Regions from separate parts of the Mus musculus genome. Here all the other regions are linked to region 1. The links are chromatin contacts, called in public Hi-C and promoter capture Hi-C maps. All regions are on one chromosome and are shown on one strand. The core of a region is the stretch at or near the end of the contact, and the rest is flanking DNA. Distances in the headings are between cores, read along the strand shown. Region 1 holds the start of Prdm5 (PR domain containing 5). Region 2 overlaps Gm36408 (a long non-coding RNA gene). Region 3 has its middle 72 kb from the start of Tnip3. Region 4 holds the start of Qrfprl (pyroglutamylated RFamide peptide receptor like).

The links. Promoter capture Hi-C pulls out the DNA fragments that hold promoters and counts their contacts. Hi-C and Micro-C count contacts between places; a contact is called where the count stands out from the background. Capture Hi-C pulls out chosen DNA fragments and counts their contacts.
Region 2: a contact with region 1 is called in a promoter capture Hi-C map of second pharyngeal arch cranial neural crest, with 2.9 times the contacts expected there. The contact joins the enhancer-like site here to the promoter of Prdm5 in region 1. A contact is called at or near these places in 6 of 39 promoter capture datasets (cranial neural crest, liver, maxillary cranial neural crest and 3 more), 1 of 115 datasets of contacts at active chromatin or transcription factors (astrocytes) and 2 of 9 other capture datasets (adipose tissue and liver).
Region 3: a Hi-C map of uterus shows a contact between it and region 1, with 2.1 times the contacts expected there. The contact joins the enhancer-like site here to the promoter of Prdm5 in region 1. A contact is called at or near these places in 2 of 484 Hi-C or Micro-C datasets (Th2 cells and uterus) and 1 of 9 other capture datasets (macrophages).
Region 4: a contact with region 1 is called in a promoter capture Hi-C map of adipose tissue. The contact joins the promoter of Qrfprl here to the promoter of Prdm5 in region 1. A contact is called at or near these places in 1 of 484 Hi-C or Micro-C datasets (embryonic stem cells) and 2 of 9 other capture datasets (adipose tissue and liver).

Annotation. Positions count from the first base shown.
Region 1 is chr6:65,776,590-65,783,476 of GRCm38.p6, forward strand. Prdm5 (PR domain containing 5) reads left to right here and starts at 2,373. Exons shown (of 15, transcript NM_027547.2): 1 at 2,373-2,604. The coding sequence starts at 2,512.
Region 2 is chr6:66,264,414-66,271,224 of GRCm38.p6, forward strand. Gm36408 (a long non-coding RNA gene) reads right to left here. Exons shown (of 3, transcript XR_377737.1): 2 at 1,084-1,154. Among named protein-coding and RNA genes, the nearest start is that of Gm36408, 4.5 kb to the right of the region's middle. Within about 2 kb of position 4,113, at least 7 of the 459 cell types and tissues checked have an H3K27ac peak or open chromatin away from gene starts, as enhancers often do. A contact at or near this core is called in second pharyngeal arch cranial neural crest, where this site is marked.
Region 3 is chr6:65,514,909-65,521,010 of GRCm38.p6, forward strand. No RefSeq gene overlaps it. Among named protein-coding and RNA genes, the nearest start is that of Tnip3, 72 kb to the right of the region's middle. Within about 2 kb of position 1,958, at least 28 of the 459 cell types and tissues checked have an H3K27ac peak or open chromatin away from gene starts, as enhancers often do. A contact at or near this core is called in Th2 cells, macrophages and uterus, where this site is marked.
Region 4 is chr6:65,377,541-65,384,041 of GRCm38.p6, forward strand. It overlaps Qrfprl (pyroglutamylated RFamide peptide receptor like), which reads left to right and starts at 3,754. Exons shown (of 6, transcript NM_175524.4): 1 at 3,754-4,090. The coding sequence starts at 3,754.

The sequences.
Region 1 (6,887 bases), core at 1,123-3,622:
TGGGTATAAGGTTGAGTATTTCGCAGACTGCAGTTGGAAACCACCTTACTTTAGAAATGTGGTAGTAGTAGGCTTTCCTCTAGGGCTTGATATCTCAGGCATGATTTCTCTCCAATTCAGTGGATTTTAGGTTTAATTAGGTAGCTGTTGGTTGTACCTATAATACAAGTGCCACTTTTGCATCTTGATAATATCTTGTTGGTAGCACCATTGCTTCAGCCCATAAGCTTTCAGACAGTAGGAAAATTGAAACTTTTTCTCTGTTGGCAAGTTGGTCTTGCCTCTGCATTACGTAACCAGTGAGATATTACTATATTATATCTACGTGGCTTGAGATGGTTCTGGAAAACTGCATACTTCTTCAGAATTATCTGTTTTGTGGTTTGAATATACAATAAACCCCATCCTTTCATAACTGGAGTACTTTCTCTGAAAATGGGGTGCTCTTTTGGGAAGCTCTGTAAATTCAGAAGCGGACACATGCTGGGGGTAGTAGGCCTTGGGGGGGGTAGGTTCTTGTTGGTTGTATTAGTCCATGTTGCCTATTGTCTTGCTGTTTCCAGAACTACCATTATGTGAACTGATTGAATCTACAGGACCTTCTCACCATAACTCACCAAACTGAACCTGTGAGCCAAAACAGATCTGACAGTTGTATCAGTCATGTTTGAGTCAATACAGTTGGGTAAGGTAAGTTCTTTTAAAAGAACTCAGAGCTCAAGTCACTCTTTGGTTTTATAGTGGAAAAGGGGAAATCGGTGTAAGAACATTAGTCCTGCCTTGTTGGTTAATTACAAATACTTTCACGTTCCATCACTTCTGCAGGTTTTGAATTTATAAGTGAACTGTAGGTATAAACAGGACACATATCTGCTCAGTTTTATCTTATAGATCCTTCTGCAGAAAGCAGTGCTTTATCTTTTGTTGAACACAGTTGAATGAATTGACTTGGACAACTGACCACAGTATAACCATCTTAGTGTTTATCCTGATGTGTTATCTAGCTTGGAAAGGAAACACTGGAGACACGCAACAAAGAGAGGCAAGATATATTTGGTTTCATGGGCTGAGAGGTTTCGTGGCTCCATCACTTTCATGTCTCATGGCAACACAGAGGCACGTTGATGTAAAGGTAGAGAAAAGCTGCTCACCTTGGCATCCAGGAATCAGAGAAAGATGAAGAGGGACCTTAATGTCCTTTAAGAGAATGCTCATTTAATGACTTACGTTGTCCTATCAGGCTCTATCTTTTAAGTTCTACCAGCTTCCAATAGTAGCACTGGATAATGAATATGTCTATGGATGAATCCATTGACTAGGCTAGAACATTCCTTATACAATCACTTCCCAAAAGTATTCAACACATGAGTTTTGGCGAGACATTACCAAGGACTACATTACAGTCCTTTTAACAGCTACTCTGCTTTCTACTCTGATTTCTATTTTCTGTGATAAAACATTCTGGCCAAAAGGAACTTGGGGAGGAAAGGACTTTTTGGGGGAGAGGACAGGGCAAGAGGCGTATGTTTCCCATCTTGGTCCATCATTGAAAAATGTCAGGGCCAAGAGCTCAAGGCAGGAACTTGGAAGCAGGAGCCAGAACAAAACACTGCTTGCTCCCTATGGCTTGCTCAGCTTGCCTTTTTAAAAGACAACCTAGGACCATGTGACCCAGGGATGTCACCATCTACAATGTGCTAGACCCTCCCATTCCAATCTTTAATCCAGAAAAATGATCCACAGACTTCCTACAGAGCAATCTGATGGGGACATTTTCTCAATTTAAATTCCAGCTTCCCAGAGGGCTCAAGCTTGTGTCAAGTTAACAAAAAAAACCTAACCAGGATAACTGGTCTATTAAGGACTGGTAACCCAGTCTTGTTGAATGGAATGCAAGGCCCGGGGTCTGACTTGAACAAATCTGGTAAGAGGACTTGGTAGTCACAAGCCTTGGAAAGTAATAATCACTTTCCAGAAGGCTCCTCACCATATTACTTAAATACTTATATCCAATTCTCATCTTGAAATAGAGCAGACTCCTTGGCCTCTCCTTAGTTCAACCCTGGAACACTCATCCAGTAAGACTCAAAGGTTTCCCAGACTTTCTGGGTTGGTCTCGGCTGTGGTTAGCAAAAGGCTGTTTTGGAAATGCCAAGGCCTATTTCATTCTGCATCTGAGGAGATGCGGGAACCTCTGCCGAACGCAGAGATGGTGAGGAGGGTCGATGTGGCTACAGGCTCATCCTCATCTCGGAGCTGGAAGCTCCATGGCCTGGGGTTTGAGGCTTCCAGCCGGCGCCACAAACTTTGGGCCAATCAGCGCGGCCCGGTGGCCTGGGCTCCCCACCGCTCCGGCCGCGCCTGCCCCGGCCGAGGAGGGGCCTGGCCGCGGGGAGCCGAGGAGGGAGGTGGGGATTCTGGGAGCCGAGCTCATTTCCTCCTCCCGGCCGCCCCAGGCCCGCACCCCATCTCCACGTGCGGCGCCTCCGGAGCGCGGCCGAGCCACGGAGGATGCTGGGCATGTACGTACCAGACAGGTTCGCCCTGAAGTCGTCCCGGGTCCAGGACGGGATGGGGCTCTACACGGCCCGCCGCGTGCGCAAGGTGGGTGAGCGGCCCGCTCAGGCCGCGCCACGTCCCAGGGCCTGCGGGGAGAACGGGCCTGTAGGGAGCGGGTGTCTGGTTGTCTTTCGCGGCTGTGGCGAGAGGCTCCCATGGGCTGCAGTCTCCCCCAGCCCAGCGCCGGACGGCTCCTGAATTCTGAACAGTTGGCAGCCTGGTCATACCCCTCACTGCTTGTGCAGATGGGCCCTGGCAGCTTGCAGCCCAGTGCAGGCCCGGGAGCCACAGAAGCAGGCCTTCCCGACATTGCCATCCTGGGGGTGGTATCTGGATCTTCGGCCTATTTTCTTTGAGTTTTTGAATTTTATCCTGGCATTGGATCACCTTCCAGAACGGCACAGGCATGGGATCAAGTTAAGCGCAGGTTTCCCTGTCTGTGAGATGACCCACTATAGATGTTGGTTGTTCATTGGAGAGATGTAGAAGACAGGAAACCAGAGCGCTCCAAATCTTAAGTTATAACTTTAGAACATGGTGGCTTGAGCTATTGTGGGTTAGCAGACTTGAAATAGAGGAGTCAGGGCAGAGACATCTAGAGTAAGCAGATCCAAGGTTCACAGAGCAGGGCCAATGCTTGGTACTTTGTCCATATATATCATTTGACTTTACCCCTCAGTACTCTGGGGAACTGTCTTTTAGTTATCATTTAAGAGGTGAGCATAGGAATGCTGCAGTTAACCTGCCAAGTTAACGAATTAAGCTTCAAACCCATGGTTTCTGAAAGGAAAACATATGCTCTTTCTAGAACATTCTGTTATGGAACAACATGTTTATAAACCTTGCCCCTGACACGTTCCCGGCCTCTCCTCGCTGTTTTGATTTTGCCCTGTTAGCAGATACTTAGAAAAGCAGAGGTTCAGAGGGTAGTGTGTGAATGTAGCTCTGGGCTCACAACATGACCTACAAGAAGTTACCATAGGTCAAGTGGTCAAAACAAAACAAAACAACAACAAAAAACAACTCACATATTAAATGTAGACAAACAAAACACAGGAGTTAATACTTCATTCCATTTAGTGATGAGTTGGATAGATATTGCCACATGACGAAATGTCAAAATCAGCAGTCTTGCAAAGCCAAGTATCACCATCATCAAATGACTCCCATGTCCCATTGACATATGCTTCTGTTTAGGTCTTACAGCATGAAAAACCCCTAAATGGACTTTTCCTGAAGGTTTCTGGTGTAACTATAATTAAGAATAATTTTGTGCTCACGAATAGTAGGACACCAGACAGCTGTCCAAAAGTAAGAATTACTGCACAATCCTCCTTCTGCTTTACTCAGACCATTTTTTGGTAGTTGAGCAGGGCATTCTCTTTGACATTTTCATGTCCTTGTGTTGGGAGTACTCGTTGGTGTGGGCTGAAGCATCTTGAGCCATCCTACTGCAGCATTGGTAGGCATTCATCTTCTGCTGCTGATATCACTTAAACAAACCAACAGATTTTCATCCAGATAACATCTAGCATGATGACCACACACAATGTGGCTTACAGAAACCCAGCCTGTTTTTGACAGAGTTGTTATTCTAAGATATGCAATCACAAGCTCACGGAGAGCTTCCCTGATGCCTGTACGGCAGCTGTTTCCTCCCCTGTACTCCAAGGACAAAGCTGAAGCCTCCCAGGCTTGTGAGAAGAAGCTGAGTGTTCTTACACGCCTTACCTATGTCACCACATCTCATCTCTTAATTATTTCCCAAGTCACCCATGTACATATCTCCTGACTATATTTCAAGAGGTCTGAGATGACAACAGCTGTGATTGGAGCTATGTTAAGGACCTCAATTAAAAACTCCTCATGCTCTTCTAAGCAGATTGTGAGGTTTACCACTTTAGACCATGTGTTGCCAACAACAGATGTCATAGCATACTTTTATAGCAGGTGTGCTTATATAATTCATCTGTTTTACAAAGTGATTGAGATTCAAGTTCTTTGTTGATTTGAAAATTCAGACATTAGAATCCAGAATAGGCTTGGGGAAATCTTCCAAGAGCCCCAAGAAAATCCATACCTGTACTTTCTATAGGTTGTTTGAGGTACTTTTTCTGAAGGCACCCCTTATTTCTCTAGACCCACCCCTTTTGAAGCATTCCTTCAGTGGGGCTCTGCAACTGTATCTAGATAATCTGGACCATTGTATACAGAGCAATTTGAGTGACATTTCACCATGTCCTGGTCCTGTAAAGATGCACCCTTGCTCATCATGTACTGGTTATGCTTTACTTTGTTTGCAGGAATCACGGACACGTGATTGTTGAACACGGTAACAGTCCTGCATTAAAGCCTGGCTGTGCGCCTTTAGCAGGGGGAAGAGAAAGTGTGTTTTGGACCAAATGTAAGACAGACTAGGATTTAATAGGTTACAAATAATGACATTTTAAAGAGCATCACGGGTGATCTGTTCTACACATTGTCATGGTGTGGGTGGCCGCACCAGAGATTTATAGCTGCCTCTGAAGTTCCCATGCCTCCCCCACTATCAACTGTCAACTCCTTGTCTCTCAGACCAAGGAGACACTGCTCATGAAAAACGGTTAGTGAAAATAAGTTTAATGCCCAGTTTGTAAAAAATAGAAGAAAAATGTAAAGATAAGTTGAAAGTGTGAAGTTTGGAGGAAAATATATGATTAAAACAAAATAAACCAACCAGCCAAACAAACAAACAAACATGAAACCCAAAAGAGAAAAGCAGGCAGAGGAAAGATTACCATGTTAATACTGGAAGACCAGAATTTGTGTACTAATATGTTTTGCTGATTACTGTTGAAGGTGACCCCTCTAAATGGATTTTTATCTTAGGGCTGAAACTCTGCCAGTAGATGTTTATTACATTTTCTGGCGGCTGATGGTAAGTCACTAATCTGGAAATAGAATCACTGCAGTGACACTGTCCCCCTGTTTGTACAGTCAGGTGTCACCATGGGGACCCAGTGAGGCCTTATATTTCCTGCTGTGATGACAGACTTTTAGAGATACATCAAAGATGCATTTAAAACGATGTTTTCACTGAAACTTTGTATTTTGCTTCTGTGTTGATAACAGCTACCAATAATTAATTTGTTTATAATTTAATATAGCTTGGCTAATGAAACATTTATGAAGCTATTGCGATTGTTAGGAACTATCCGTGTTAGGAGACAGAGGGTGAATGCCAGATAGCGATTGTGCAGCTTTTCTCAGGTCTTACTGAAGCCATACAGCAAAAACCTGCTTCCTAGGTGACACAGAACTGATGCTAGGGCAAGGTCTATCCACACTAAGACGGTTCATCAGATTTGAACTCAGGTCATTCCATGAATTGGGCATCCTTCATGTAAAATTTGAAGTGTCCAAAATGTGAAAATTTTTGTATGGCTATGTGATACCAGAAAGGGAACACAGTTCTGAATGTATGAACTCACCTTCAGACTGTGTAAAGTGCTTATGAAACATGAATTCTCTATTTAGCACACATTTATATATCTATCTGTCTGTATATCTGTAGTTATAGAATACCCTCCCCTGAACTCTGGAATCCAGAACACTTGTTTATTCATAGACCAGATTAGGAATAGTTGGTTGGCTTATACTCTTATCAAAAAGGCATTTTCTCTGTAATCATTAAATGTTAAGTTTGTAAATGCACTCAAACACAAAGATTATTTTTATTGTATTATTTTTTATAACATATAAAAATATGCAATATATGAGAATATATAAAATATAAATATATGCAATATATAATATATAAATTTATAGAAACTTAATACAATAATATATGATAATATATTATTATTTATCTTTAAAATGGGACATTTCTCATTCAGCAGTAGTGTGAATAATTCCTCTAATTTATCTACATTGGCTCGTATTACTATATTTTAGCAGTGTTTTTTTTTTTTTTCCTAACTAGGCCATGTTAACTGTGTAAAATAATGGGTTTTATTGTGGTATTTTCATGCATGGATGTCATGTACTTTGACAACACTCATCTCCTTTGTCCTCTCTTGACCCTGTCTTTCCTCACTGATTTTCACTTTCCTAAATAAACCTGCTTTTATTTTGATGTCTTAGTATTTTTTTTTAATATAGACTTGGCATATGAAAGAACACATGTGATACTCATCTTTTGGGGCTTAGCTTGTTTCATATAGCACTATGGCCTCCAAATTCCATTGATTTGCCTACAGATTATATAATTTCAATATGCATGGCTGAATGAAAAACTCCATTGTTTGTGTAGATGTGTATAATTAATTAATTAATATGTCAAATTTTCA
Region 2 (6,811 bases), core at 2,863-5,362, 490 kb after region 1:
AGTCCTCCCTTTTGGAATGGTAATGCATACTCTGTGCCATTGTATCTTGGAAGTATATAATTTGCTTTTGCTATTTTACAGAGGGTTATAATTAAGAGATTTCTTTGAGTATCAAAAGAAATCTGGACTTTTAAAACTATGCTGAAACTGTGAATGACTATGGGTTTTTGAAATTGAATTAAATACATTTTGCTTTATGATATGGCCAGGAGCCTATATGGGCCAGGGAATGGAATGTGGTGGTTTGAGTGAAAATGGCCATCACAGTCTCATATATGTTAATGATTGGACTGAAGTTGGTGGCACAATTTGAGATAGATTAACAGGTCTGGCCTTAGTGAAGGTGTGTAGGTTTTGAAGTTTCAAAAGTCTCTGTCACTCCCTTGCCCCTTGTCTCCTCCCTCTCTCTCTCCCTCCCTCCCTCTTCATCCCTCCAGTCCCCCTCTCTCTGGGCCTCATAGTTGTTGTCATCTCAACATATAAACTCTCAGCTACTGCTTCAGCACCATGACTGAATCCCTGCTTCCATGCTCCCTGTCATGATGGTCAGACTCCACTACCTTCTAGAATCAAAAGCCCAAACTAAGGGCTTTCTTTTATAAGTTGCCTTCATCATGGTGTTTTGTCACAGCAATAGAAAAATAACCAAGGCTACATCCTTAGATATTACTTGGTTCATTCTCCTGTTTCATCAATGAGTAGAGCAATGATGAAAACAATTTTAACAGTTTGGAAAGCTTGTTAAAGTAGACTCCTTATAAGATATGTTTATGAATATCTAATAAGCTTAGGATTAATGATGCTTTCAGTCTTAATTTTAAACTCTAAGTAATTTGCAGAGATGATGGAAGTTTCATGGTGGTAATTTATGAAGATTAATAAGTTGATCCCAGGGAATAGCCCCCTCTGCTTTTGGTACAATTATAATCTGAGTAGTCAGTCCCATGCCCCTCTGGAATAATGTCTGTATTTTAAGACATCTAGTTTAGGGTAGATCTAAGTTCTTCCAGTGTGGTTTCAGTGTAGCTGAGGTGTACTGTTTCTCTAGAACAAGTGGAAGGTGTCTCTTCAGTTTCTACCTACCTGTTGGTAGAATGTATCAGTGATGGCAGGGATAGCATTGGCCGTTTGCTGCACAGAGTGAGAACAGGGTGCTGAAGAAGGCAAATGCATTGCATATTAAAGGCCGTTGGTGGTTTAAGGGGGGGTCACATTTTCTCCAGACTACACACCATACCTTTAGAAGACAGGTGCATATTGTTGTTCGACCTATAGGGTTGCAGACTCCTTTAGCTCCTTGGGTACTTTCTCTAGCTCCTCCCTTGGGGGTATGTATCAGAAGATGGCCTAGTCGGCCATCATTGCAAAGAGAGCCCCATTGGTCTGGCAAACTTTATATGCCTCAGTACAGGGGAACGCCAGGGCCAAGAAGTGGGAGTGGGTGGGTAGGGGAGTCGGGGGGAGGGTATGGGGGACTTTTGGGATAGCATTGGAAATGTAAATGAAGGAAATACCTAATTAATAAAGAAAAGAAGATAGATGGATGGCTCTGAATCTTGTTCAACCATTACCTCATTTGTACACATGCTCCAACTAACACTTTTACCTGACTATCTTTATAACCAATTTTTTATCACATTCCAAAATTGGTTTCACAATGCACTTACTAAAAAACTGATCTTTGGAATGACAAGATGTCTCAATGGGTAAAGGCATTTGCTTCCAAGCCTAATGACCTGATTTTGATATCAGAGACCAATATAACAGAAGGAAAGAACCACCCACAAATTGTACTTATGCATGTGCATGTATATATACACACAAATAAATAAATAATAATAATAATAATAATAATAATAATAATAATAAAATAGGAAGCATATCTTTCTTCTGGCAAAATCTTTGCGTCCTGAAAATAGCTGCCACACCATCTTCCACGTTAACATCTGAGTCTAGAATGTACACATATATGTTAAAGCCTACAGGAGATGAAGAAACAACTAGCACTGTGGATCCCTTCCTTCCTGCTTTTCTGTTATATATTTTTGTATGAGACACTGATCTTAGAGTGTGCTTTACCTCTGAAATATATCACCAACTCATTTTCAATTTTTTAACTTAGAAGCAGAGTCTCTTTAAATTGTTCAGGCTTGCCTTGAACTTGCTTTGAACCCAGATGGCATTTGAATTTGCATCCTCCAGCCTTAGTTTGACAGAAATTGTATTTCTCTCCCGCCTTAGCCTTCCAAGTAGCTGAGATCATGTATGTCTGCACCACCAGGTCTGGCTAACATTCTGGAATTAGTCTCATAATTTTTCTGATTCCACTGAGACCTAAGTATGGGAAATAACTTTCGTTTTATCAAATTTTAAGCCAATGAATGCTATTTTCATTCTATTATACAAGTCTGAGGTTAAACACTGAAAATAAAATAAACAGCTTTTCTACATTGTTTATTGAAAGAATTGCCATGCATTCAATGCTTAGAAATGTATGTCTTTAAAAGTTAGAATCTATTGAAACTGTACTATACATCAGTGTCACATTTACCCTCTGCACATGGGTAAGAATACATTTGTCACAACTTCACTTCTTCAATAAAGAAAAACCACTTCAAATTACCAGGAAAAAAATTAACTCAGTTGACATCCATTTTTTCAGAGATAGAATTATTCTTGTTGATTGCTTTGGTAAGAGTTCCTGTGCTCGCACCCAGCAACCCTGATCCTTTTCTGCATAGTTTATCTCTTTCACATGATCTCTCTGTCCCAGCCTAGTTTCACCATGACCATTTGGGTCTTTGAAGACTCTGCTTAAATTTTCTGGTTTCTTCTGCAGAGTGGTCCCCCACTTGGGGTTTTGTCTCCTAACTGCTGAAGGAGGATGGTGTGGTGTGGATGAGGAACAGTGCTACAGCAGAGTGATATCAGCAGCAATGAAGGCTCCTTGACTCTGCTGCTTCTAAGAAACCTTCTTCTAGACAAGAATAAACTTGTTTGTATATTTGTTCATTCAAATTACAGCTGGTTATTTAGGGGAGCAAATAATGCATATGGGGTGAGAAAACTTATAGGAGTCAATTCTCACCTTCTACTTTGTGGATCCCACGGATAGAACTCAGTTTGCTAAGCAGAGCAAACTTTATCTGCAGAGCCATTTTGACAGCCCAATTATCTGTATATCAAAAAATTTTTAGATGTGTATAATTCTGAGTTTTTAGTAAACTGTTATAATAAATAATAATTCATATTCTTCCTTCTGGTACCTTGTAATAGAGTCAAGATAGGTCAGAGTACTGAGAGGATTCTGGGTGAAACCCAAGTATCACCAGTACTGAGAGAACTGAGTAAGTATACAGTCTTAGTCCACTCTCAGCTTAACTTGATCATCCACCAAGGCAAAAGTATGTTCTTGGTTTTATTTTATGCTGCATTAAAAACCTCAAAACATTTCAGTTTGAGTTTTCAAATTGATCAATCTAAATTTCTAAGATTGCTTGATGTTATGCAATTTTCCTTTATATTTTGTGTCTTGATCATTTTAAAAAATCTAACATAATAAAGGTTTATGAATCAAGACCAATGTATGTATTTCTATACTGACAAAGCAAAAGCATAAGTTGTACAAAGATCTGGAGAGATACAGTTGAGGACAAGAAAAGCCACAACAGCACACTGTTCATTTACTTCATGCTATTTTCTCTGCGTCCTTGAGTTGGGAAAGAAAATGTACACAGAGAAATAAATCGAAGCAAGGAAGATAAAAGGCAAGGAGGTGTTTATTTTTCCCAAATCTCAATGTTGCAGAATTTGCATTATGGCTAGACTAAGTTCTTCCATATAAAACTGGACCATGTTTGAAGAAGAATTAAGATGCTGCAGGAATAAAACTACAACACTGTGATTAGATTGTCAAATACAAGAGACAAACTGAGAGGCAGTTACAGGCTCATTCTAAACATGGTTGGAATGGGACAAACATATGCTTTTCTGACTTATGATACTTCAGGGTTTCATCAGCCTGCTCTGTCCTCACCATCGGAACTATGTGTGCCCAGCATTAACACAGTCTTTCCCTAACGTATTCAGCCTCAAACCTCCCCAACTTCATCTACAATAAACAGCACACGTGTAATTTTGTTAAAGTCTATTCAGAAGAAAATTGTAAATGGGTGTGGGATAGACAGCAGCTGTTTCACATTAGCAGTGGGAAAAGCTTATTCATATTTTCAGTGTTAGAAAGTCTGAATGGCCACATTATTTGTCTCAACATTACAGAACACTTTGGGGAATTTTTACTAGTACCTTAAATGTTATAGAATACATATGTTATGCTTGAATGTGAAAAGTGAGTTTAACCCTCTACAAGCTCACAGTTCTCTAAACAGCAGCAAAAAAAATCTTTTGAATTTCAATTATTTCAATATAAGACTTGAAAGTTAAGAAATTTGGATTTCTGTTACCCTAAACCATTCTGACTTAATTCACATGGGTCGAAAGGAATATTCATTAAAAAGGGTTTTGTCTGTGTGTGCATAAGTGTGTATCTGTTTTTGTATATGTTTCATGTGTTTTATCATTGACCTCTTTCTTGTTTATTTCCTTGCTTTGGTCTATTTTGAATTTATTTATTTATTTATTTATTTATTTATTTATTTATTTATTTATTTATTTATTTATGAAGCCTAATATTTAATAATGTTAGAGAGAAAGAAAGGGTGTGGATTAAGTGTGTGGGAAGATGGGGAGGATCTGTGAGGACTTGGAGAATAGAAATCATGATCCGAATATATTGTATAAAATAATCTATTTTCAATTTTAAAAAAGAATAAAACAGGACTTGGGCTTTTTCTCTTGCTGAGATGGTATAAGTGATACCAAAATACAATATTCCTAGGGTGATAGGTGGGCAGAAGTCAGTCAGAGGCCTGCCCACTGGGCATCACTACCGTGTATAAGTATGTGGTGGAGAGATAGGAGACAAAGAGAAGTGGAACCATTTATGCAGCATGAAGAGAGGCAGAACTGGAGATCCAACAGCAGTGAGGAAGAGCCTGTTCTGCCCCCTGAGGACATGATTCTGTTTGGGGCCATGCTGCCACCAAGCTATTTTTTTTTTAACTGATTTTCTAAAACCTGTCTTTTAATGGCTTGTCAAAAAAAAAAATCCAGTTCCAATTTATCTATCCTTGGATTTTTTTTAAGTGCACATTAGAATGACTTCCAATCATTTATCTCCAAACGTAAAACAAAACAAAACAAAACAAAACAATACCCACAAACACTTGGCATTGGTTTAAGCATTCACATTAGGACCTTTTCTGTCTTTGTTTGTTTGTTTGTTTGTTTGTTTTCCTGAAATGCTCAAGAGCTAGACTTTGTCACAGGAATTCAACAATGATCAGAAATGCTACAGCATGTTATATGATAAATGCTACATATGTCTCTAAACCAGATGTGGACTTCATTTCGAGCAGTGAAGAAGATAAGAGCAAAAATGGTAATGGATAGTCTGGAAAGCACTCTGAAGGATACTTGAGTTTGCCTTTTACTTCAGGTATGTTACAAACACTTGTGGGATCTATAAAGGATTTATAAATTTTAAATCTCATTTTGATGATTATACAAAAATGAATGTTTTATAAAAGAAAAAAGCTGTAGAGGTTGCTTAGTAGTCTTTCACAATAGTCAGGGGATGTGATGGTATCGTAGATAAAGACAGCAAAAGTGGAAGAGGTTTGAAGTATGTGGACATAAGCCACATACATTAAATTAAAATTATCCCATATCCACATTGGATAAGTTATAAAGATATTAGGAGAGACATCAAGCATGACTTAAATGTATATTTGGGGGGAAATTCTATATCTAAATAAATCTACCCACACAAAAGGTTTTCAAAATTATGGTAGCTCTCACGGTCGTGATCAAGAAGGGATCTTAGATAAGCTTTGAGCAGTTGCTGCAAGCTACTTCCTTTGGACTTAGCAGTTCAGAAACTTGATTCAAAATAACAACACAAAATTTTACATTCATCAATCACATGTCACTAGCAAAGATAAATCTTACCCAATAGTTTCACAGAAATCTGTACAATTCAGTCTGTGCTCAGTCTAAACAGTGATGGAGTAAGTGAAGCTGAGAGATCATTCTGACAGGAGTTGGGAAGGCCAGAAAGCAGAGAAAATATGGAGTGTGGAGGCCAGACTCCTGAGGTTTCAGCAGGAAACAAGGATGTTATCAGAAAGCTGGGGACATTCGTGTGTCAGTTTGGCAAAGAATATGGTTGGTTTCTGCCCATGTCCTGAGAACTTGAATGAAGCTTCACTTAAAGATAAAGAACTAATCTGTTTGGCTGATGAAATTTCAGTACAGGAAAACATTCAGGCTGTGCTATAGTGGCTGTTTACTATATTTATCAAGGTCTACAATGAAAGAGATCAAAACGTTGGGCAGAAAGATGTAATTGTTAAAGAAGGTTATTGAACTCATGCCTGTTAAAAGTTGTAGCCAGGACTCATGTTGAAAGTGCTTATACTTTTAAAAATAAACATCCTGTTCTGCTCTAGGACCATAGTAAAAATGTCTCCAAAGACAAGACTCCATTGCATGAAAAATAAATATATTTGAAAGGAGAGAGTCAAAACTGGCCTACAGGCTCCCTCAGTATCAAAAGAACCTGTTATATATTTCAAAGTCCACATTAGCACCATACCTTTTCTGCCCCCACCTACTCATCCTCCTTATAATGCACACGGTCTGTCCACTCCAGACACTCTCTTCCCACTCTTGCTGTCCTCTCCATCTTTCT
Region 3 (6,102 bases), core at 708-3,207, 260 kb before region 1:
TCTCCAGAAAATTAAATGTGCATAAAAGCTTAAAAACATATAATATTTGAAAAGGATTTAGGGAGAGGTTACTCTTGGAGGATTTAAAAGTCAGGGTGAATTTTTTTGAAATATGAATAGGTAAGTATAAACTTACTTTTAAAAGTTGATGCCAGAGAACAAATTTTCCTTTCTTGTTACTTACCTGCTGTGCGCCATTTAGATTTGAGAAAAAGTAGTGACCTTAAGTTAAGAGTGGCTTTGCTTCCCATGAGATCTCCTTCACATAATGATGATTAGCAAGTTCTGAGAAAATCAAAGCGACATTCAACAGTCTCTTATTAACCTTTATTACATGTCTTTCTTATTGTGTATTTATTAACCTTAAAAGGATGTGTCTGGCCTGCCACTGCTCTGCTAAAGGTTTTCTATTCCCCCTCCCCAACCACACATATACATATGTACACACACACACACACACACACACACACACACACACACACAAGTATACACATATACAGAATATAGAGGAAGTTCAGTGTTAATGGGAAAAGTCTAGTAAAATACCATTTGCATCCTAGCAGACAGAGTATCTTATGTAACAGTAACATACACACACACACACACACACACACACACACACACACACACTCACACACACACGGCCTGTACTTTGCTTTCAAAGTGAAATTTCAAGGTGAATTAAATCACTGTGATTTTGAAATGTGTTTTTTACAAAAAAAAAAAATCTTCAACAGAGGATGACGATAATATAAGGCTAACCTCAGAGGACAGGTGTTCTAGTTTAACGATGATGCTGAGCATCTCAGAAGCTGAATTGGTTCCATAGAGATTCAGAGATGCTGATGCTGAGAAGGAACACCTAGGGAAGATGCCAAGTAAACAGGAAGGGGAACATCTGCAGGTAGCCCTTATTACTACACCTGATACATCTCATCCCTGTCTGCCAAGCACAGGCCCTCCAGCTCAACATACTTGGAGAGGATTTGAAACTACACGTACTGCACTGCCATTCACGTTTTTGTGCCAACCTTGGCTTATTCTCCTCTCTTCTTCACTCTCTGAAAAGATCTTGCCAGAGCCCTGATATAGCCATGAGTACCTTGTGAATACACAGTCTTTTCCACATGCACATAAATGTGAATGCACACACACTCTTGTATCCTAACAGATTCTTATGAACCACACTTGAAACTGCATTTACATATGGTATTTCTATAGATAGAAATACCAGTAAACCTGTTTGAAACTGTAAACTAGGAACTAAATAATTAAATGCTAAACTAATACTGAATTTTAAATATACAAGTTTCTAATACCAAATCATTGAAGTACTATGACTATAATGACAAAAAAATGATAGATTATAAATTGTTTTAGAATGTTATATGAAATTATTTTTCTGGTATTTCAATTTCCCTTATCTTACAAATATTGTTGATATTTCCATTCCTACTTTTCCTTTGATTATTCCTCCAGTTTCAAAGAGATTGTAGAAATTGGTGTTATACTAAGTGTATTATGAAGTACAAGTTTTGATCATATGACTTATGAAAGGGTTGGGGGACATCTGAATGAAGGTTTTCAAGAATGTCTGTTTTATAGAAGGTTCTGAATTCATGAGTTGGTGATTCTGCTTTGTGTCACTGGCTCACACTAAGGGAACCACATCCAGAATGAATGTGGATGAAGTTCAAGGGGCACAGGATGCCTTGTCACTTGGAAACATTCTCAAATGCTTTTAATGTCTTTGTACAGCCACCAGTTTTGAGACTATTAAGGCACAAACCTTTAAGGGGGATTTAATAAAATAATCATCAAAATTCTGTTTCTCCTGGAAGTGTTGAATCCAGAGGTTAAGTGAAAGCACTTCATCTGGAAAGTACCACGGGGAAGTGGACGAAAAGAACCGAAAGCAATCTGTACAATGGGAAAAGTTCGCCCAGGAGAAATCTTACGAATGCTTACTACAGAAGTCTTTAAACTATGAGTCATGGGTCATGATCAGTCAAGTATTGCTCTTCAGCTTTCAGTAACCATGAAAGTAGTTTTTTACCCTACCAGTGGTGATAGCTAGAAAAGATAAACTCCCACGCAGAGAGGCAGTGGGAGTGCTGGGAGGTGGTTACGGGCTGTGTGGGGAGTTGTAGGCTGCTGGGATACTTCACAGTCCCTGGCCGGACCAACTGCTCAGGGTAGTTTCTTATTCACTGTGTTCCTGCCTCCCTTAAATTTGCCCCATACTTTCAAAAGCCAGCCTTGCTTGTGAAATGAAAACTTTGGCGATTCTATCAACTTGTACCAGTACAGGAGATAAAGTATAAATCACTCATACATTTTTAGTATTCAGAATGCATGGCTATGTTTAAATATATTGTTGGGTTGTTCCATTTAAAATAAAGGTGCCATCATTCAATATAATAAATTCAGCATTTCACTGGAAACTCCCTAAGATTTTGGGTCACAGTGTCCACAGCTATTGCCAAGAGAATATGACCTATATTTCATTGTTAGTTGAAGACTGTGTCTCAGACACTGTGTCTTAGACAACAATGTACTCCTCAACTAAATAAAGCACCAAAAAGAAATTGTTACTTTGAGTTTCTTCTTAAAGATAAGCAAATTCACCTTCAGACAGACAGACAGACAGACACACACACACACACACACACACACACACACACTCATTGATTTAAAACCAAATAATTCCAAACTTTCAACATATGGCATGTATTTTCTTTCTCTGTATATAAATATGTACACTCATGTAGGAAGGTAAAATAAATAAATAAATAAATAAATAAATGAATACATGAAAGAAGGAAAGAAAGAAAGAAAGAAAGAAAGAAAGAAAGAAAGAAAGAAAGAAAGGAAAGAGAGTCCCAGCCCTTCCCACTTATTTTTCTGATTTCATGGACACCAAAAACTTAGCTACAAATCTGACCCCGGGTACCATGTAGCTTTGAGATGTTGGGAGGCCACAGCATCATCTGCCTTTTCTGTTTTTTTTTTTTTTTTTTTTGTTTGTTTGTTTTCTGTTATTCCTCATTTGTACAGGGTAATTAGACTTAGGGCAATGCTGTTTTCCAAGCTCAATAATTCATCAGCACAACATGAGTAGACTTCCTACTTACCCACAGCTTTGGCACAAGCCTCTTTGGCCTTCATTTCTAGAATGTAGCTTCTTTCAATACATCACTAAAGTCATTTCTGAGAACTCAGTAGAATTGTACCACATGTTTCCACCTCCCTTAAGACAGGGGCCTTGGGTATTGAGAGGCTGGCAGACTTGCCCTGCAGCAGAGACGAAGTTGGATTTCACAAAGCTGTGGTCTGGGAACATCAGACCTCCAGGGTGACTCCCTTCCTGGTGGCAAAAACAAGGTAGTCTTTCTGCAGCAAAACAAACCAAGCTATAATTTTCATGAAGAGTTCCTAAAGAGTTAGAATTCACAGAGGCATGGCTTAGAAGGCAGCATACATATGTTTCTCAAAGTTTGGAATGGTCGGTGATATCTCTGAGTGATCTGCTCTTGAGGTCAGCTCAATGCCTACTTCCCTGCCACACGTTAGAATTCAAGTTCTTTCTGCTTGTGCATGTTGACAAAGTACATGATGGACTCTTATTGCTTTGTTTGTGTTGGTCTCAGTTTGCATGATCACCCTACAAGAACAGCAATAATCTTGGAAGAGGAGGAAAATAAACTTCCCAAATTGTCCAAAGAGCTTAAAAAGCTCTTTTGGCTGAAGTCACAAAGGCAGGGTGAAATGCAAGACTCCCAGCCTTCTAGATGCGATTAGGAGTCCATGTAACGAGTCTGGCCTTGCGCAGAGTAATAACCCCAGAGGCATACAGTGAAACACCTAATGGTTCTTGAGGCAGCCATCAGGGGTAGCAAGGAATGAGCCACCCAAGGGATAACAGCCACTCACGTCTTATTTTGAGTTTGTTTTGGTTTGAGGAAAGTTTATTGTTGTTTTGAGATAGGTCTCACTCTATATATTGTGGGGACCTTGAACTTTCAAGGATCCTCCAATCTTGAAACTACAGGCATAATCCACCATGTACAGCTACAGTCTGTGTTCTGGACAGACTGGAGGAACCCTCAACTCTGAGCAGGCCCTCCTAGGCAACTCGGAAGATCTACTAAGTTGGCCCTTAGGCTGCTAGCAGGCTAATCCTGTGTGCTCTGATTCCTCTAGGATCAGAGGGATGTTCCCTGATCTGCTTCTCCTTGCAGCAAGGACTCCAGTAGGCACTCATATTGTCCTCCCAGGACGCACATGGTCAGTAAAAGAGAGAATGTTGAATTGTGCATGGTATTTCTGGTACCCAATTACTTGTTACATTCATTAAGTAACAGAACATGGCTAGTCTGACAACAGCTATTGTGTAAATGAATAGAGAAAGGATGCCTCGAATTTCTGAACTGGTCGCCATATTTAAAAACAAAAGAGAAGGTACTTCTTCATTTCTCTATGTTCTATGCTTTGGGACTGTGTATATTTTATATTGTTCTTATGATTAACATTGATAATTTAAAAGTTAAAGAAAGAATATATTTTAGGTCTTTGGCTACTCCTGATTCTCTGCAACCCTACCATTATTTACAAAATAGAGGAAAAAAGTTTTGCATTGAATATTTCATAAATATCAAATATTCTTATACAATAATAAAATATACAATCACAGTTTCCCCAAGACCTATTTACTGTATTATTCATGTGTGTAACTCTTTAATTGTTCTGGGCATTGAACACTAGGTTTTTGATACTCTAGCTTCATATTTGAAGAAGTTTAAATCCTATGAGTAAAATTATATCAGAGCAAAACCAAGGAATAGTAGCACAATGTAAGAGTTATATTTGGAAGTTCTTCCCCTCAGTTATAAAAGGTCATGAAAACAGACCATCAGGGTTCCAGAGAGATGGACGAGCAGTTAAGAGCACCCACAGGTATTCTAGTAGACCCTGGCTTAGGCCCCAGCATCAAAATGGGAGCTCCTACACTCATCTGTTACCACAGTTCCAGGTGTGTTACCCTCTTCTGGCTTCTGTGGGTACAGCATGCATATGAAGCACATATGTACATGCAGGCAAACACTCATACATAAAATAAAAATAGATAAATCTGTCAAAAAACTACGTAAAATAAAAATAAATAAATATTTTAAAAAGAACACTCAGCTTAAAAAGAACAGAATATTGATTTTACAGCATAATACTAAGCTACATAAACACATGTCATGTGATATTTGCAATACAAACTGATAGGCTATTTGGCCTAGAGGGATAGGCATGCACAGTCTATGCCAATCTCATTTTCAGAAAAAGCAACAGAGACAACCAGTTTTTAAACAGACCTACTATATAGTGAATTGGTTAGATCATTTGCCACTAAGAGTGGTTTTAATTGGTTTAAATTAAACTTCTATAAATAGACATTTTTCTTGGTGTATAAAATACTTCCAACATAAACTTTAATATTATTTTATGAGTTTCAAAGTGCTGGAGGCAAATTTTTACATTTACAGTATAATTTTTGAGTCCTTTGGGATAAAACATTGAAGCCCTCTTCTAACTTCTGCTTGGTAAATAGCTTTACTTCAAAATATCCATAAACCTATCCATAAGCCATCTGTAAACTTCTAAGGTTCCTGTCTATTCCCCAGTGCATGACCTTCACAATAGTTTGGAATTAAGATCTGAAGATCAAGGAAATGAGGGTCACAGACAATAGGTGGAACTCAAAGCTTAACATCAGGAATCATTGTCCTCTTTTTATTTTTCAACTGAAAACAAAACATGTTATAAGAAAAGTATTTCTTCAAGTGGGGCATAGAAAGATTCCAGGACCTACTATTCATTCTATGAATGGAAACTGTAGACATCATTCAATGATGGAATTTAATGGATTTAATTTGTATTTCGTCCAAATCCCTGATCTCTACGTTAATACTCTCTGGGTGGTGAACAAAAAGGAAGAATGATCAAAGGCAAAGTTGATGTTGAAAACAGTCAGGGCTCTTGGAATTGAGTGAGGAAATACATCCATGAGCCCTGCAAACAGGAAAGGATATGATGGTGAGGGCAAAAGTCACA
Region 4 (6,501 bases), core at 2,504-5,003, 400 kb before region 1:
TTGATTTATGCTGGTAATACCAGCAAAACTTATGAAAGACAAGGACAATAAAGTCTTAAAATAATACCAAGAGAAGACATCACACCTGCAGGAAGAAACATACAGATCACAGAAAACAGACCGAAGTAAGAAAGTCTTTCTCAAATGCTGGGAAAAAAATAAAAAAATCTTCCAATCCAGACATCACAGAAAATGTCCTTCACAAACAAAGGGGGAAATTGAAGCATTCTTTACTAAAGAAAAACAATGAGATGTTGATTCTAGCATCCTTAAAATAGACAACAAGACAATGTCTCCTAAGCACAAAGGAAATAATAAGAAAAAGAATTATCTAGGGCTAAGTGGGAAGAAGTAAATGGCCCAATGACCCAAGTCTGATCCTCAGATTCCATAAGGTGGACTTAGAGAACAGATTCTTGAAAGCTGTCCTCAAACTTCTTAGTTGTGTGTGTTTGTGAGTGTGTGCATGTATGTATGCATGCATGTGCATTGTGGGTCTGCATGTGTACATGTGTGCATGCATATGTTTCTGTGTGTGTGAATTTTAAAAGGAAAAGAATTATTCAAAAGGATATCCTGTCATAATAATAAGGAACAGAAGAAATAAGAAGAGTGAGAGTAAATTGAATAGATTTTCCATTTCCTCTTAATGATCTTGACTTTTTTAAACAGGTGAAGATAAAATTACTAGAATAACAGGTCATTCTAAATGACTGTAGAAGAAATCTTTAAGACAGTGTCTTAGTCAGGGTTTCTATTCCTGCACAAACATCATGACCAAGAAGCAGTTGGGGAGGAAAGGGTTTATTCGGCTTACACTTCCATGCTGCTTTTCATCACCAAAGGAAGTCAGGACTGGAACTCAAGCAGGTCAGGGAGCAGGAGCTGATGCAGAGGTCATGGAGGAATGTTCTTTACTGGCTTGCCTCTCCTGGCTTACTCAGCCTGCTCTCTTATAAAACCCAAGACTACCAGCCCAGAGATGGTCCCACCCACAAGGGGCCTTTCCCCCTTGATCACTAATTGAGAAGATGCCTTACAGCTGGATCTCATGGAGGCATTTCCTCAACTGAAGCTCCTTTCTCTGTGGTAACTCCAGCTGTGTCAAGTTGACACAAAACTAGCCAGTACAGACAGTTATATTGAAGAAAGCTAAAGGGAGATAAAAAGTGAAATTTTTATGCTTGGCTCAAAGTGGTATCCTGATATCAGCAGAGTGTGGTGAGTTATGTATAAATAACATAATGCAACTATTGATACACTTTTGGGTCCTCTACCCATTGGAGGGGTACCCTGACTTCAATACTCAGCTACTCCACTCAACTTCTTTTCTTTTTAAAAAATTAATTATTTTATTTGCTTACATATCAAATGTTGTCTCCCTCCCAGTCTCCCCTCCATGAAGCCTTCAACCCATTAATCTCACCTTTGCCTCTAAGTGGGTGTTCCTCCACCTACCCACCCACTCCTGCCTTACCCTCTAGCATCCCCCTTCTCTGGGGGCATCAAGCCTCCACAGGACCAAATGCCTCCCCTCCCACTGATGCCAGATAAGTCAGTCCTCTGCTACATATGTAGCTGGAGCCCACGTATACTCTTTGGTGGTTTAGTCATTGGGAGTTAGTTGATATGGTTCTTCGTATGGGGTTGTTATCCCCTTCAGTTCCTTCAGTCCTTCTCCTAACTTACTCTACTCAGCTTTAAAAAGCCAGAAAAATCAGCATTCCACGTTCTTAAATGGGAGTCAAGGTCAGAGAGGAGAAGGCTGAGAACAGGACATAGCTGCCAGACAGGCAGTTAGCGTAGGGACCCAAAAGCAGCACTGTCAGAAACATCCTTGGGTCTCTAGTCAGCAATGCAGCCAGGAACTCTTTATCTTCTGGATGAGCAACCTGTCCAAATATTGCACGTGAGGTTGGGGACTAGAATAGCAGTCTAGTCACCAAATTTGTCTATTGAAAAGGTTTGGACTAAATTTTTAAGTTTTCATGGCAATCCAGGTTGTATCTTCTCCAACTTTGGGCCATTTTCTAAATGATTTTAGAATCCCCCCCCCCCCAGCACTCATGTGTTACAATAGCATTAGAGTTTTATTTTAAACTATAGGGCTCCTAGAGCTTTTTAGCTTCTTTTTATGAGGCTAGAGCACAAGTAGCAATACTTTTTCAGTGGTCCAGAATCACCCCAGTAGCTATAAGACATCAGGGCCAAAAGCAGCTTGAGGAGAAAGGGCTTTCTATTTCGCTTACAATTCTCAAGTCATACCCCATCAGTGAGGGAAGCCATGGCAGGAACTCAAGGCAGAAGCCTGAAGACAGACACTGGTACAAGGGCTTGAAGCAGTGCCGCTTACTGGCTTGCTCTTTCATGGCTTGCTCAGCCTGATTTCCTATATCGTCCAGAATCACCTGTCTGGGTTGGCACTGCCTACCCAGATCCGGGCTCTCCCACATTAGTCTTTAACCAAGAAAATACTCCCCAGACTTGCCTATAGGCATTTTCTCAAATGTGGTTTCCTCTTCTCTTGTGCTAAGCTGATAAGAAACTCTGCCTTGTACTAAGATGTTTAAACAAAACAAAAACAAAACAAAACAACTAACTAGAACATCACAGACTAGACAAACTTCTTGATGCTTCCCATAATTAAAGTGCAAACTATAGCCATACAGAAACCAGTCCATGTTTCTTCATAGCAGTTTTATAGCCCAAAGCTGGAGACACCCCAACTGTTTTACAAGGAAGGAATAGTGAAATAAACTAGTATATGTCAGCAATACACCCCACAACTTGGACAGATTGACAATACACTTCACAACCTGGTTAGATTTACAAAACATCTCACAACCTGGATAGGTTTACAGCATATTGTGTCAAGGTGGAGGAGATCACATACACACAAAGTATATAGATTCTGATTCTGTTTATATTATTATACTCTTGACAGATGTGCAGAGACTGCTAGAGGTTAGAGGTCATGAACGGAGGAGCGCGGTCATGGTCATGAAAATGTCCCAGAGTGAGATCTGGGCGGTGATGGAGTTTTGTATCTTGATTTTGTTACACACACACACACACACACACTCTCTCTCTCTCTCTCTCTCTCTCTCTCTCTCTCTCTCTATCTATGTCAATTTTTAGGTTTGTACTTTGTCATACACAGTTATGACAAAACGGAGAAAGTCAGAGTATGCCTGGAACCCTCTTTTTATGACTGCAACTTCTCTTCTGTAATTATTATTTCAAAGCTGAAAAGACTTGAACTCCACTTTGCCATGGGTAGTTGTGGCCCATACATGATTTTACAAGAGGAGAACCAAGAGGCTTTCCAAACCTCAACAACAGTTTTTGTTTTAGTATCATCAACCTGGGCTGGGGCATGGCTTTGGGTGGTTCCAGCAAGGCAGGGCACTCCTTGTTAGGTGCTTTGCTGCAGGAGGCGGCTCTCCAGGGGCTGGGAAGTGCGCGGAGGGGCGGGGTTCAGCTCCACTAAGGTCCAGAAAACTGGACACTGAGCCTCGCGTGGCGCTGCGAGGTTTCTGAGGACCGCAGCGCCTGGCTGGGAACTTTCTTAGAACTGCAAACAGTTTGGCGGCTCTGACTTTGCTCTGGTCACTGCTAGACTCTCTCGCGCCGCTCGCACGGCACGGCAGGGCACGGCACGGCACGGCACGGCGGCACGGCTTCTGGCTTCTCTCCTATACCTCCCGGTCCTCGACTGCCCCACGCGCGGACGAGACGCCTCCCGAGCCCGGCATGTCGTGGAACTTGACCGCGGAGCAGCTCTCGGCGCTGCTTCGGCTGCACAACCTGACGCGCGCTCAGTTCATCGCGCACTATGGGCTGCGGCCACTGGTGCTCACCCCGCAGCTTCCCGCGCGCGCCAGGCTGGCCCTCCTGCTGGTCGGCATGCTCATCTTTGCCCTGGCGCTCTTCGGCAACGCCCTGGTAGTCTATGTGGTGACCCGCAGCAAGGCCATGCGCACCGTCACCAACATCTTCATCTGCTCCCTGGCACTCAGCGACCTGCTCATCGTCTTCTTCTGCATCCCGGTCACCATGCTCCAGAACGTCTCGGACACCTGGCTGGGGGGTAAGGAGGTCCCCGCTAGGCATTTTCCTTTCTGGTCGCCTTTTGTTTTCTCCATCAAGAGAACCCCTGAATTTTTGGAACTTCTCAGCAGGGCTTACTTGCTGAGGGGGCGTTTGTTTCTTTGTTTTATTTTCTGCTTGGGGCCAGCATCCCTCCTTGTCCCATAGATATATTGATTGTGGTAAGATTTAAGTACAGTCCACAGCAGCATGATTCTTCATTCATTTCAGCCCCTCACCGTAATTACATGCTGTTCCCCCACACGCTGTTTAAAATAAACCATTGCAATTTTAGAATAATCTTTCAAATAATAAAACATTTCAAAGGTCATTTTTTTTTCTCTTCTTTCCCCCAACTTCCAGGTTTCCTTCCCAGTTATATATGTGGCTTCCAGACAAGGTTTTGCATGTATTAACTAATAACACACAGACTTAAAACCTTTCACAACAAGTAGACACTGAGCAAAAATGTGTTGGTTTAGTAATATTAAGTAAACATGTCCCCTCTTCATTTCTAAAGGACAGGTGAAATTGCTCTTCATTAGAACAAGGGGTAGGACTGGCAAAGAAATCAGAGACTGGAGGCAATGAGAGAGGCAGTGGGTGGAACAGAAGAAAGGTGGACGCTGGGTTCCAGGGGCCTCGAGATCACTGATAATGATCTCCCACTGCTTCCAGGGCAACTTAGGCAGGAAATAGCAATTCTACCCCTGCTTTCTAGAGTGCTGTATCCTGTGGGTACATTGAAATTCTTAGAAAGTGGTTGTAAATGCATGAGAAATGGATCATTATGCCTTCTTACCCTGCCATTTCTGTCCCTAAGGCTAATTTATTTAAACTACTGGAGGCTCTTTCATCACTCCTTACCTCCTACCACTAGGGGATTACCAGCGAATACCTTCAGTGTTGCGGTTTTTCATGAACTTGAGTTGCATTAATTGTTGGGGATAAGGATAGTAAATTGCTGTCATTTCATCTGATATATTTCCTAAAAAAAAAAAAATCCATCAAATATTGAGTACATAGGTTTGGCTTGAAAGTGACCCAGGGTATATAGATCACTGTAAATAGATTATAGGTTAGAAATGTTTTATCTTCTCTGATAAAATAATTGCATTTGGGCATTCTAGATTTACCTGAGACAGCTAAGTTCATCAATGGAGGGTTTTGGATTATCAAATATTACATTTTTGAGGAGAAGTCATAGAGTTACTACTACTTTTCCTGTATGTACTTAGAAACATATTTGCTCTGCTGAGGTGGTTACATCATCACTGTGACACTGACCACAAGAATTGAGGTTCTCTGCTGGCTATGGAAAGACCAGGTTCACTACTTTGCTCTAACGTGGGGCTAGTTGAACATGTCTGGGCCCCGATTTTTAAATACCATGTTACAATTTGGAGAACTTTGCAAGAAGGAGTGAGACAGACCTTCTGTTCCAAGTCAGGTTAAGGGACGATACTCAGGAAGGTCACAGATCTTCCCTGAGAGGGGAGTCTGAGGAGTCTCTCAAGCTTTCTGCTTCCCCCCCCCCCCCACTCTGGGAAAGATGTGTCACTGTAGCTTCCAACTATTCACTGAGGGTCATATGTTATTCTTATATTTTATGGAGATGGTGTAAAAATAAAGTGTGTCTGAAAAAGTAGTTTGTAAAACATGATTATCCCCAGTTCAGTAGAACACACGTCTAATTCCAGGACTGAGATGGGTAGAGAGGCAGAAGAATTTTATGTTTCTGGCCAGCCTGGGCAGCAGGTGAAGCTGTCTCAAAACCCAGAAATAAGCCAAAAAAGTTGTCGTATCATGGAAGTACAAGGTATTAGAAGTACTATAGATAGCCTCTTCTTACTTATCTAGGACAAGACTTATGGAATAAATAATATTCCATATATTGAGTGACCAACAACAAAACTTTAGAGGAGGAGAAATGGACTACAGAGGGACTGGCTAAGGATACGAAAGAGAAGTAACTTGTATGTTATAGGTTAGGAGAGTATTGCAGAACTTCTTTGATAAATTAACACAGGTTAACCCAAATTAATGAGACCTAAAAACTAATTCTTAATTTATTCATTTGATAAAATGATTAAGAATCTGCTATATGGCAAAGGATTTTTCCTTGCGATTATAAAAACAAATAAGCTTATATAGTCCCTTGCAGGGCCTCGGAGAATAGAATGGAGTCCAAGTGAGCCAGGACAGTAGTTAATATTTAGAAAAAGATTCAGTTTGCTCTCGGACCATAGGGGAGTTGGGAAAGCTTTCTGAGGCTATGTTGTTTGAACTGTGTCTTGAAGGATGATTCAGATCGTTTTCCACAGAGGAGAATGGGTTCATCCACAGTTTGGAGAGAGAAAGGTCTGATGTTTTAAGAGCACTGTATAAGGTGTCTCAGAAATACACAGCTGG